2 separate regions of the Mus musculus genome follow, and region 1 is linked to region 2. A link is a contact called in public HiChIP or PLAC-seq data. All regions are on one chromosome and are shown on one strand. The core of a region is the stretch at or near the end of the contact, and the rest is flanking DNA. Distances in the headings are between cores, read along the strand shown.

Region 1 (5,755 bases), core at 2,504-5,003, 89 kb after region 2:
AATGCAGGAAGGAGGTTATAGCTATTGGTCATAAGGCTTTAGGACAACTGAAATGTACGTTCTTTAAAGAGTGATTGCCCAGAAAACAGTCTTTTGTCTACAGTGCATAGTTAAGTGGTTGTGAGGAGGCCAGCAGATCTAAAAGACACAGGCAGAATGAAGCAATCTGGTGAACGGAGACCCAGCAAGTTCTCAAGGGAAAAGAAATTCAACTGTCTTGAAAGCTTCTTCGTAGCTAGTTAAACACAGCAGCTTCCTGACTTTATAAGCAAGCAGAAGGGTAGTCGGTTAGGTGGGGGACAGACCCTACTTTGTTTCATCTTAGGTCAGTGGTACCCAACCTGTGACAACCCCTTTGGTAAACCTGTCTCAAAAATATTTATTTACATTACGATAACAGTAGCAAAATTAATGAAAGACATTTTGATGGGGATTGCCACGAGAAGAGGATTAATAGGTCACAGCATTAAGAAAGGTGAGTCTGCTGAACTAGGGGATCACAAAGAAGATGGAAAAATGATCAGCATGGAGAAGGGCAAGTCCCCAGGAAGGAGGGAAACAGTATTGAGAATTAACTGCAAGGATGCCTCCCTATGTCACTTCACACAGGCCACCACTATTGTGCATGGGGAACACAGGGAAGTGTCTGTTGTCCTAAGGCCAATGTGCTGGGGATTCTGTGGGTGATGGGTGGTAGGTCTTTGAACTTAGTAGGGATTTTAGCCAATACAATTAATGAGAATCATTAAAGAGAAATTTTTGACTTGTAAAGTTCATTTTCAAACAGGAGGAAATGCAAATAATGTCTGTTCCAGAGAGAGGCAAATTGTTATTCATCAAAACTACTACTTATTCTTATTCTTGGGAGGTAAATATCTATACTCCACTTGTATGGAGACTGGTCCCAGAAGCAACCCTAGAAGTAAAAGAATGAACAGAGTAGATGTGTTATAAACTCTTGCGTCTCCTGTCAGTGTCTCTCACGGATATCTTTTCAGAGAAGTCACACAAAAGTAAAGACTAGCAGGATATTGGTGGGAAGTCAAAGTGAGATTCAAAGAGAGGATTGGATTCTTGATCAGGTTCCAAACAATACTGACTCTCCATTCAAACCCAGTCTATGTACATTAAACACCATAGTGCTTAAAATGCACAGCACACACATCACAAAGCAGCACCTCCAGGACCTTTGCCCCAAGGCTTAATTCACATACGAGTGGTATGAAACAATCATTAATTTTTGCTTCAAGAAATACATTTTGCAACTTTATGACTGAGAAATGAATAAACCATGAAAAAAAATATGGGAGACCGCAATATACAGAATCTGCTTTGGAAACATGAATTGTGTAATTTTAATTTAAAAATAAATATATCATGCTAGGCTGTGTACATTAGATGTCTAGATGAATCTGTGGATTTGAAAAAGCCCATGTATTTTTCTGAGTCTGAAAGCACCAGTACATGGAGTGTATTCAGTAAAGCGTGGGGACTCGCACCCTGATCCATCTGACTTATTTTTACATAGATTATGGAAAGAGGAGAACAATAGAAAGGAGACTTAGAAAAAATTGGCATGGGACCAGACTCCTTTCACATAGTTACTACATAGGATACTACATAGGATAATGACTATGGAGGACACTATGAAAAATACTTTAATAACAAAATGGCAATGTAATAAGAATCTGCACTCCTCAGGTGTGCAGATGTGTTTGGCTCCTGTTCCAATCCTTTGTACTTTCTCTTCACGGCCTCTGATATAATCACACACGTTAGCAGGATCTGACTGTCATCACCCACCACAGCTCCCCTCAGAAGTTTCCAGACATGACTTGTCTAATACAGCAAGGTTCATGCATGAGTTGTAAAGACAAGAAACTCGTTCCCTCATACTAACATTAGGAAGCCTGGGAGGACAGAGGGATAACTACACACCAAGGGGACCTGGACGTAAACCTGTGCAAGAGGACGGCATCCCACACTAGTAGTTTGCTTTACTGGTTGCAGACGGCAGTACCTGTGTGAGGGGCCGTGGAGGACATGGGTTTGTTTCAGCTAACTGTAAGAAGCCTCTATAAGCAGCTAAGCCTCTGGGAAAGGGACACAGGAAGGTATCCCAGATGAAGATGCAGAAAAAGACACATGGACTAAACCACAGTAGCCTGCATCAGTCAAGAACTTCAGAAAGGTGATGGGGAAATGATGGAGTCTCTGCCTAGATATGGAAGGAGCCAACTGGAAGAATTCAAGCAAGACCAGAAGGAAGCATTCTCAGGTCATGGCAGAATCTAAAACTAACTATCCAAAAAGAGTGGACATTCACTGCAAATAGGCAGAATATTCAAGCAAGGGAAAGAGGAGAGTCCTTCCTCACACAGTAAATCCAAACAACTAATCACCCAAATGTACCATCTTTAACAAGAGCATGTTAGTGAAAACAAAGTTTGAATCCCACATGGATTGGGTCGGCAGAAGGGAAGCATGTGTACTTTGTAAGACACCAAAGTGTTGATTGCAGGGGTTTTCCACGGCTCTCACTGGAAGACATGGAATGAATCATAGAGAGTATTTCTCACGTCCATCAAGCATGATTAAATGTTTTCTGACACAGATTGAGGCAGCTTACATTGGCCTTGAATTTGCTATCAAGCAGGGGATGTCCAGAGGGTCCTGCCCCTCCCCCTCACAAATGCAGAGATAACAGGAATGTGCCTCACAGAAGGCTCAAGCTTCTTTTGATCACAGGCCTGTTTTCTCTAAATCACGTGAATACACACAGGTCTGTGAGCTCTTCCTCACCCTGCTGACCTGACACAAAAGCCTGGCCCCCTAAAACAAGGCCACGTGAGATTTTCCCCCTGATCATGGACTAGCTCAACAATTTAGCCCAGATGAAGACGTGGTGAGGCAAGCATTGTGGGCTAACCAAACATCCTGTCTTACCACCACCACCACCCCCAAATTACTCAACCCTAAATTAGGGATGGGGGACTTTTCAAAGGTTTGAGAAAAGCAGCCCGCAAGGTGAAACAGGCTTCAGCCTCCCTGGTTGGCACTCTGCTTTGTAGTCTTTCCCTCCATGTGTTGACTATGTGTGCTGTCTCAGCCCTAGTCAAAGCTTCTCTATAGCGGGTCCTTCTGGCAGATCTCCCTTCTGTGTTACAGAATTTCCCAACATGCCACCGGTTGCAAATCATATATATGTATTTAAATCATTCTTAATTCTTTAAATGGCAGAGAAAATGAATATAATCAAAACCATTACAATAGGCCGGCTACGGAGTGCCGGAGGAACCAGAAAACCCATTTACTGAGGAATCTCACAGCAGCCAGGTGAGAATGGGGCACCAGGTTAGTGTGCTTCCCAGCAGAGCAGGTATTACAGGAGCAGGTAGTCAGCTTACCACTATTAGCTTGCAATTCTTGCACTTGCACTATTATCCACTCCCCCGCTACCTACCTGCTCCGGTGTAGACTCGGGCTGCACGCAGTGTTCCAAAGAATCCTTCACAATCCCAAACACCCAGTCCCCTACCCTGCCCTGCAACCTCACCTGTCCCAGCCCGTTCAGCGCGGCAAGTCCATGCAGCTTCTTCCGCCCTCCCACCTAGCCTAGGTCCGCTCCCTCTGAGACGGAACCCAGCTCCCCAAGCTACGCTGCTCCCCCGACCAACCTCTAAGTCAGAGATGCTACAGGAATCTTCAGCATCACAGGACTCCAGTCCAACTTTCGGGAAGATTGACGAGTGTTGACCAAAAGCCGGGTGGGATTTGCTTGTGACGTCGGAGTCACGTGGGTACTGGATTGCGAGAAGAACTTCCTGGAGTCCAGGTAGGGCAACTTCTACTGTTCCTGGATTTCTTCTTGGAAACCTGCAGTAGAGTGTGGAAGGAAAATGCAGAGTTCCTATGACAACCACGGGGAGTCAGGATGGTTTTTGTAAAGAATACATGGCCTCAGAAGGCATTTTCCCCGATGCTGTAAGCTGCCCCTGCCCGCCTGCACAGAGGCTGCACTCGCGGTGCAGTTTACAGCATCGGGAAGAATGCCTTCTGAGGCCATGTGTTCTTTACAGTTTTCAACTCCACAGCCACAACAAGAGGTGTATGGATGTGAGTAGAGCCTTTCACAGAAATATTAGGCTTACAAGTCCTTTCTGGTCCACGTGTTCTGATTTTAATCTTACTACCCCCGGAAAAACATCATGTTGACTCAGTTGTACTTTAAAAAAATAATGAAGCACTACGCTGATGTAGAGATGAAAATTATCTTTTAAAAAGGGATTTTCAACTCAGCCTTGGTGTGCCTGATTACGCTCCTAGCTTCTCAGAGGTTACTGACAAATGGATCCAAGGCTGTAATGGACAATTTAAGTACACCTTCTTTCTAAATAAGAGGAAAACGTAAATACAAAACAAAACTTAGACAGATACGTGGTAAAGCAGTTTGGTGTAGTCCGACTATCAGTCAAAGTAGGTACCTTGAATGAGAGTCTGGGAACCGCCAAAACAAAAGTTCTGATCCAGGCTCAACTTTATTGCAAAGCAGCAGACTTACAAAGGCACAGAAGCGATCAATAGCCAATAGCTGCTCCAGTCAGGGTGTGTTATAACAAGGCTCTCACTCATCCATGCATGCTTTATGATTGGTTTTAGCTTCTACAGATGTCCACATACTTATTAACCACAGTGGGTTCATGCAGGCAATGGCAGTGACATATCTGGCCAATGCTGTTTCACTGTAGACATCACTATACCTGGCTCTGACTATCTTGTGGCTATCACTTCTCCCTCATGGATCCTTGAGGTTTGGCACTAGGGGTGTGATGTCGGTGTCCCACTTAGGTCAGTGCATCCACAGGGTATATTCCTTGCACTTTCAGGAAATGTGAGCTTGTGTGTTATTCTCCATCTACCACACAATTCATATTTTCTGACAGATTTTGAGAGGTGCCTGGATCTCTGGGTAGAAAACTATAACCTTCCCTCAGCCTGAAGCTGGCTGAGCCAGAACTTGACCTTGCTGCCACTAGGGAGATTACCTAGGGTGGAGCCTTCCTCCCTAGATCACTCTATTGTTCAGCCAGTGTCTCTGTTCCTCTTCAAGATACTGCTACCTGCTGAGAGGCCCCGGAGCTATTCCGGAGACTATGCCCTATCCTGCACATCATCACCACCTGTTATTAGATACAGCCTGTGGGATGCTCTTTAAATACAATTAGAAGATGACTGGTTACTCCAATAATATCAGGCCACCATTGCAACAGGAGGCTCATCTTCCTTACTATACTCCAAGGTTCATAGCTGAGTAAGAATGTTTATTATTTTACACCCATGATAGCATACATGGTTCCATGGTGATGCCAAGTGTGCTGAAGGAGATGGTTGACAAAGTGCAGTGCTTGGTCAAGCCGGAAGACCCCCCCACTGCCCTCGATGGAAATTTGCTTAACACCTTTTGCTATTCTTATATTTCTCACTGTTAAAGGGTCTCTCTCCAAAGGCTAGAGCTGCGATAATAAAAAGCTGGTGTAAACAAGAAGGAAATTAGTGGTCACTCCCTAGGAAAGAACAGTTATGCAGAAAATTGAGTCTTTCTTAAGAATGTATTATTCACACACACATTTAGATCACTAATGAGTATTGTTAGGAAGTTTGAGTCAGAGAATTTGACAAAAAATATTAAAGAAGTGAAACTTAGGGAAATCATAGAAGCTGACAAACTGTAATTGAACTGCTAGGTTTTTATGTT
Region 2 (6,119 bases), core at 1-2,500:
AAAGCAGAAGTGACAGAAATGTGTCATAGAATTACACTTAAGTTCTCTTTTCTGTCATAGAGCTGTTTAATTAAAAATATATATGAACATAAGGTGCCTATAAATTGTATATGAGCACAATGCTGTACTCTCTCTACTTTGTAAGGAACATGTTTTGATGTACAAGGCAGCATTGCGATTCCGACTTCATATACTGTTATTTTTTTTTTCTACAGATTAGCAAAGTTAACGAGGAAATGTCTGTTATCCTAGGTATGGTTAGAAACTCATTGAAAATCCCAGTAGATAGGACAAGGTGGTCTGAAGCCCATGATTTCTGGGAGTAGACTTGAATGCCACGAGCCAGGCTCTGGCTCACTAACCCTTGGTTTGACTGAAAAGTGACAATATAAGCAAGATCACCTGAGATAGGGGGGAGGGCTGTGGTGGAGAAACCCTGAAAAAAACAAACACACACACACACACACACACACATCAACTCATCTTTTATATTTGAAAAGGAGTCCAAATTTTGGACAGAACACTTATTAAGAGGATTATTGTCTAACGATTTTTAAGCAGAAGGGCAAATTCCATATTTGGGCAAACACTGGTTCATACCAGTTACAAAATTACTCTGTGTCTATGTAGCCATGTATTGTGATGATTCAGGTATAGGATTGTACCTTCAGAATTCTTTTCAACTCGAGGCATCCATAAATCCAACAATTCATTGCAAAGGAAAAGAAACTAACATTCCATAAAACAATCACCCTCACAGGTCTCTCTGTCCCTGGACATCAAGAACTTTAGGAAGATTTGTGAGATCAAACTGGAGTAGTGGACGGGATATAAAGTTTAGTAGGCACTAGACGTCCACGTGTTCTGTATGTCCCGAGAATCTGACTACAGCTATGTAGGCACAGGCAGAGCACGTTTCCCCAGTAAAGATGAGTGCGCTCCCTTCAGCATCTCAGGCAGAGGCAGTCAGCAGACCCAGCCTGCCCTTGCCATCCTGTTGTTTCCAACCTTCTCCCCTTCAAACCTGTGCCCAGGGGCAGTGGCCCAGCCTAGGTCAGCACAGCATCTCCAGGTCAGCTCAAATCATCTTCAGCGCCCGACCAGCCACCCTGCACAGTCCCTCAGATCTGCAAGATGGCGCTGTTCCCTGCACCAACCTCCATGTCAGAGATCCAAACGCAGTGCTCAACAGGACAGACGCCTAACTTTGGGGAGAAGCTTAAGTTTGAAAATCAAATGCGGAAGTTTGATAAGAACAGCCAGCCTTTTGGTGACGTCAACGTGGTAGGGACTACATTTCCCACAAGTCAGTGCGAAGAACTTCCAGGAACCCACAGAACTAGTTTGTTGTCCGCCAGAATTCCTGCCACCCGTGAGTAGGTTAAGTTAGGAATAAACAAGGATCTGCAGATGGGCAGACACGGGCATTTGGACTCTTAAAGTCCGGTGGTCGCAGCACCCTATGTTAGCCTGTGCATCGAACCTTTTACAGTGATGTTTACCACGTTTCCTAGTTATTTCTGCTAGGACGCTGTGGTTTTAAAGGAATTTAAAGTATTTTACTACCATATGGAAAATTCATCAGTTACTTAAAAATATGGAAGCTAATTTAGGACTGAGCATTATCTCTTGAAGATGCTCTTGAAACCATCCTTGGTGACCCTGATTGTCTTGCAGCATCTCAGGTGGTTAAGAGAAACAAATTAAAATTCAAAGCTAATTACCACCAGGTGGTTTCTGAGCACTGCTTTCCTCCCCTGCATCTCTCCCAAGGGGAAGGGGGCAGGCAGACAGAGCTCTTGGGATCACAGAGGTATATGTACAGAGAGACAGGAAAATTAATAAGGAACATCAAAACCTAACACAGGAAATTCTATAGTGCACAGTGGACCAAGGCTAGGCCACTATCCCTGGGCACAGGTTTGAAGGGGAAAAGGTTGGAAACAACAGGATGGCAAGCGTCCTTGGTCCATTGTGCACTATAGGATTTCCTTTGTTAGGTTTGATGTTCCTTATTAATTTTCCTGTGTCTCTGATGATCCTGTCATCATTCATATTTCACCATATTTGAACATCAGTGGTATCTGCCTTGAACTTCCCACATTTCTCTGAAGCAGAACATCAAGATAACTCCTTCTTGAATACAAAGGTATCAGAAATGTGTTCATATAACTGTCAAATGATATCACTGTATTAAAGAAGTTACACTGGAAACATGGAGTATTGAGAATTCCCATCTCTTCTTTGGAAGGCTTATTCTTGTGCAGTTCATGCTTGAGTCAAAGTTACAAACCCCATTGCTAGCTCCCTGGGAGCAGTAGTATGCTAGCAGCCTTCAGATGAACATGTAGAACTCTCAGCTCCTCCTGTACCATGCGTGCCTGGATGCTGCCATGTTCCCTCCTTATTATTGGACTGAACCTCTGAACCTGTAAGCCAGCCCCAATTAAATGTTGTCTTTTATAAGACTTGCCTTGGTTGTGGTGTCTGTTCACAGCTCTAAAACCCTAAGACAACTAGGCTATGTACTATTTACTGAACTAAGACAGGAGTTGGTACCAGGAGTGGGGTATTGTTGTGATAGGCATGACCACGCATTTGTCTGGAAGAATGTGGATTTGGGGACTTTGGATTGGGAAGCAGTAGAATGCTTCAAATGGGGCTGAAGGGGCTATCCTAGAAAGAATATGAAAGACTTTGTTGCTGATAGTGATGTGGCCTACAGACAGTTTTTGTGGTATTTTGGTGAAGAATGTGGCTGCTTTTTGTCCTTGTCTGATGAGTCTACCTGAGTCTAAGGTAAAGAGATTTATATTAATTGTATTGACAAAAGAAGTCTGAAAATAGCCCAGTAGAGACTTTGTTCTCTGGTTAAGTTTCATGAAGAGCATTTTGAACAAGCTTAGCAAGCATAGGAAAAACAAATAAAATATATGGTTCAAGTCTTAAAGGGACACCAAGAAGTGAAATGGAGCTGAATCCTATGTTCTTGAAAATAACAGCTTGAAGAATTTTGGGACAAGATTCCATCCAGCTAAGTTTAGATCCAGGCAAAGTGGTATACACATTTAATCCCATCATTACAAGGGACAAGGCCATGCAGATCTCTGAATTCAAGGCCAGCCTACAGTGCAAGTTCCAGGGAAGCCAAGTTCAGACAGTGAGGTAGCTGGAAAACAGAAAGCCGGTAATAGAATAAGGGCACCAATGTTCCAGTGCCAGTAAGCAGTAGAACATGGTAGCTTTAGCCATGTGGCTCTGGCTTTAGAGTAAAAACAGAAGGTACTACTGGGATAATTGATGGCTACCTGGAACTAAGATGTTAGTGGTGATTAAGGAGAGCCCAGTATCATTGAGGTGAAATCTTCTGGGAACTATTTTCTGAGCACACAAAAAAACTGTGTTCCAGAGATAGCCAAGGTTGTACCTTGTACTGCAGCTATACTTGGTAATATGTAAGAGTCACCCAGGTGGTACTGGGTTTGAAGGCATGAAGTGGTCATGAAGAGCAGCTGAGGCTTAGCACTGTGAGAGGTCATGGAAGGACATTGGTGAAGGTGCAGCCTCAGTTGTTGGCCCAGGAATGAAGGGGTCAGGCAAAGGATTTGAGGCTTGGCACCATGAAGAGATCTCATGAGAAGCTACTGTTGGTGAAGCCTAGCTTCAGCAGAAGACCCCAGTGTATTGAAGATGTCATTACCATGGGATGATAACCCAGAACATCAGTGGCAGTGGAGTGGATCAACCTGAGCCTCAAATGCTACAGATAACAGAGCTGGAGAAGGGATATTAACCCTTTGAAGGAGGCCAGAAGATTGTCTGTGAATATCAGACACTGAAACAAGAAGCTACAATATTGAAGTTGCCTTGGAGACTGCAAGATTTTCGAGATGCCAGATTCATAAAATATCTCTGGAGGAATACTACTTATAGGAGTGGAATCAATCCAGGAAAACAAGTTTGTTGTAGTCAACAAAGATTAAAAAAAAAAAATGGAGTTGGAGATCTGAAGACCACTTTGTCATGAGACATGAAAATGCAGAGTTTGGAGTTTGTTGAGCTGGTTTCCTATCTTGATTCAAGGATTACAGTTAAATGTTTGGATGGATATCAGAAGAGACTTTGAACTTTGGATTTATGACATTGTTGATACTAGCATAGATTTTAGAAGTTGGACTAAATGTACTTTTTAAATTATGCTATGGCTATATCTGACCCACTGAGACTTGTGTTTGAACAAGTCTATGAGGCAAGGGAGTGGAATGTGATGGTTTGTATATGCTTGGCCCAGGGAATGACAATATTGAGAGCTGTGGCCTTGTTGGAGTAGATGTGGCCTTGTGGGTATGGGCTTTAATACCATTGTCCTAGCTGCCTGGGAATGCTACTGCTAGAAGCCTTCAGATGAAGATGTAGAACTCTCAGCTCCTCCTTTACCTTGCCTGCATGGACTCTGCCATGTTCCCTCCTTGATAATACTGGGCTGAACCTTTGAACCTGTAAGCCAGCCACAATTAAATGCTGTCCTTTATAAGATTGCTTTGGTTGTGGCGTCTGTTCACATCAATAAAACCCTAACCAAAACAACTAGGATGTTTAACATTTCTTTACCTAATACATTTAATCTAAATCCCTTTAAATTGCTTCATCCTCAGGCAGAGTATTTTGATCAGGAAACAAAGTAGCTAAATTCTTCATCAAACATCTCTCTCTCTCTCTCTCTCTCTCTCTCTCTCTCTCTCTCTCTCTCTCACACACACACACACACACACACACACACGGGGGGGGGGGGTGTCTGTGAAATCTTTTGAGCCAGTCCCCCACAGTTCAAGTCACCCTCAGCACCAAAGTCTTCCATATTCCTACTAGCATTTCCCATTAAGCCCTTCCTAAAGCACTCCACTGCTTTCCAAATCCACACTCTCCAAATCCATATTCCGCCAAACAAAAACATGCTGAGGCCTATCACAGAAAATAACCAAGTCCCTGGTACCAAGTTCTGTCTTACTTAGGGTGTCATTTCTCTGGAGGGACAATATTATTAAGGCAACTCTTAGGAAGCATTTAATTGGGGCTGGCTTATATTTTCAAGGGTTAGTCCATTATCATCATGGTAGGAAACATGGTAGAGTTTAGCCAGACATGGCACTTGCAGAGCCAAGAGTTCTACATCTTTATCCGTGACTGCCTTCTGGAGACAGCAAGGAAGAGGATCTGGATCACACTGGCCAGACTTGACTAGATGTTTCAGACATCAAAGCCACACCTCCACTGTGACATGCTTCCTGTAGCAAGACTCTACCTCAAATGAGGCCACTCCTCCTAACAGTGCCTCTTCCCATGGACCAAGCATGTTCAAACTACTGCTGTCTCCTTGTCATACAATAATCAAAACACTAAAGATTAGAATCAATTTCTCAATAAATAGGCATAAACTAAATTTTCAGTAAAAAGACATAAACTAACTGAATGGTTGCAAGGCAAAAAAGACCATCCTGCCATCTACAAGAAATACACCTCAACATCAGAGATAGCTGTCAGCTCAGAGTAAAGGTTTATAAAAATATTGTCCAAGCAAATGAATGTCAGATAGAAGATGGTATAGCTATTGTATTGTATTGTGTAACAAAATAGAATCCAAACCCAAATTAATAAAAGAAACCAAAGAAACCAAACTCATGAAAGGAAAAATCCATAAAGATGATGTTTCAATTCTTAACATCTATATCACAAATACAAGGACCCATGACTAAAAGAGAAACATTACCAAGCTTAGTCCAACATTGGCCCTAACATATTAATTGGCAGAGAGTTCAATTCCCCACTATTACTAAATGGACAGGTTATCCATTCAAAAGCTAAACAAACCAACAAGAATAGCATCAATAACAAACATTAAAACAAATAGATCTGTCTGATACCTGCAGAACATTTCACCCAAAAACAAAAGAATATACCTTCTTTTCAGCTCATATGGAAATTTCTCTCAAATTGACTACGTACTCTGTCACAAAGCAACTCTCACCAGACATACGAAAATTGAAATAACCTACTGCGTCCATTCAGACCACCATGGATTAGACCAGAATTTTAAGAACAACAGAAACAACAGAAATCCT

What was found. HiChIP or PLAC-seq counts read pairs in DNA pulled down with a chosen protein or histone mark.
Region 1: a contact with region 2 is called in an HNF4G HiChIP or PLAC-seq map of pancreatic cancer cells. The contact joins the promoter of Zfp459 here to the promoter of Zfp595 in region 2. A contact is called at or near these places in 4 of 39 promoter capture datasets (hippocampal neurons, liver, macrophages and 1 more), 3 of 484 Hi-C or Micro-C datasets (CD4 T cells and embryonic stem cells), 5 of 115 datasets of contacts at active chromatin or transcription factors (effector CD8 T cells, embryonic stem cells, intestinal villus epithelium and 2 more) and 4 of 9 other capture datasets (adipose tissue, liver, macrophages and 1 more).

Annotation. Positions count from the first base shown.
Region 1 is chr13:67,417,665-67,423,419 of GRCm38.p6, forward strand. Zfp459 (zinc finger protein 459) reads right to left here and starts at 3,754. Exons shown (of 4, transcript NM_177811.4): 1 at 3,678-3,754. It overlaps Gm33787 (a long non-coding RNA gene), which reads left to right and starts at 3,779. Exons shown (of 2, transcript XR_382593.2): 1 at 3,779-3,835.
Region 2 is chr13:67,331,310-67,337,428 of GRCm38.p6, forward strand. It overlaps Zfp595 (zinc finger protein 595), which reads right to left and starts at 1,251. Exons shown (of 5, transcript NM_177622.3): 1 at 1,158-1,251. The coding sequence starts at 1,163.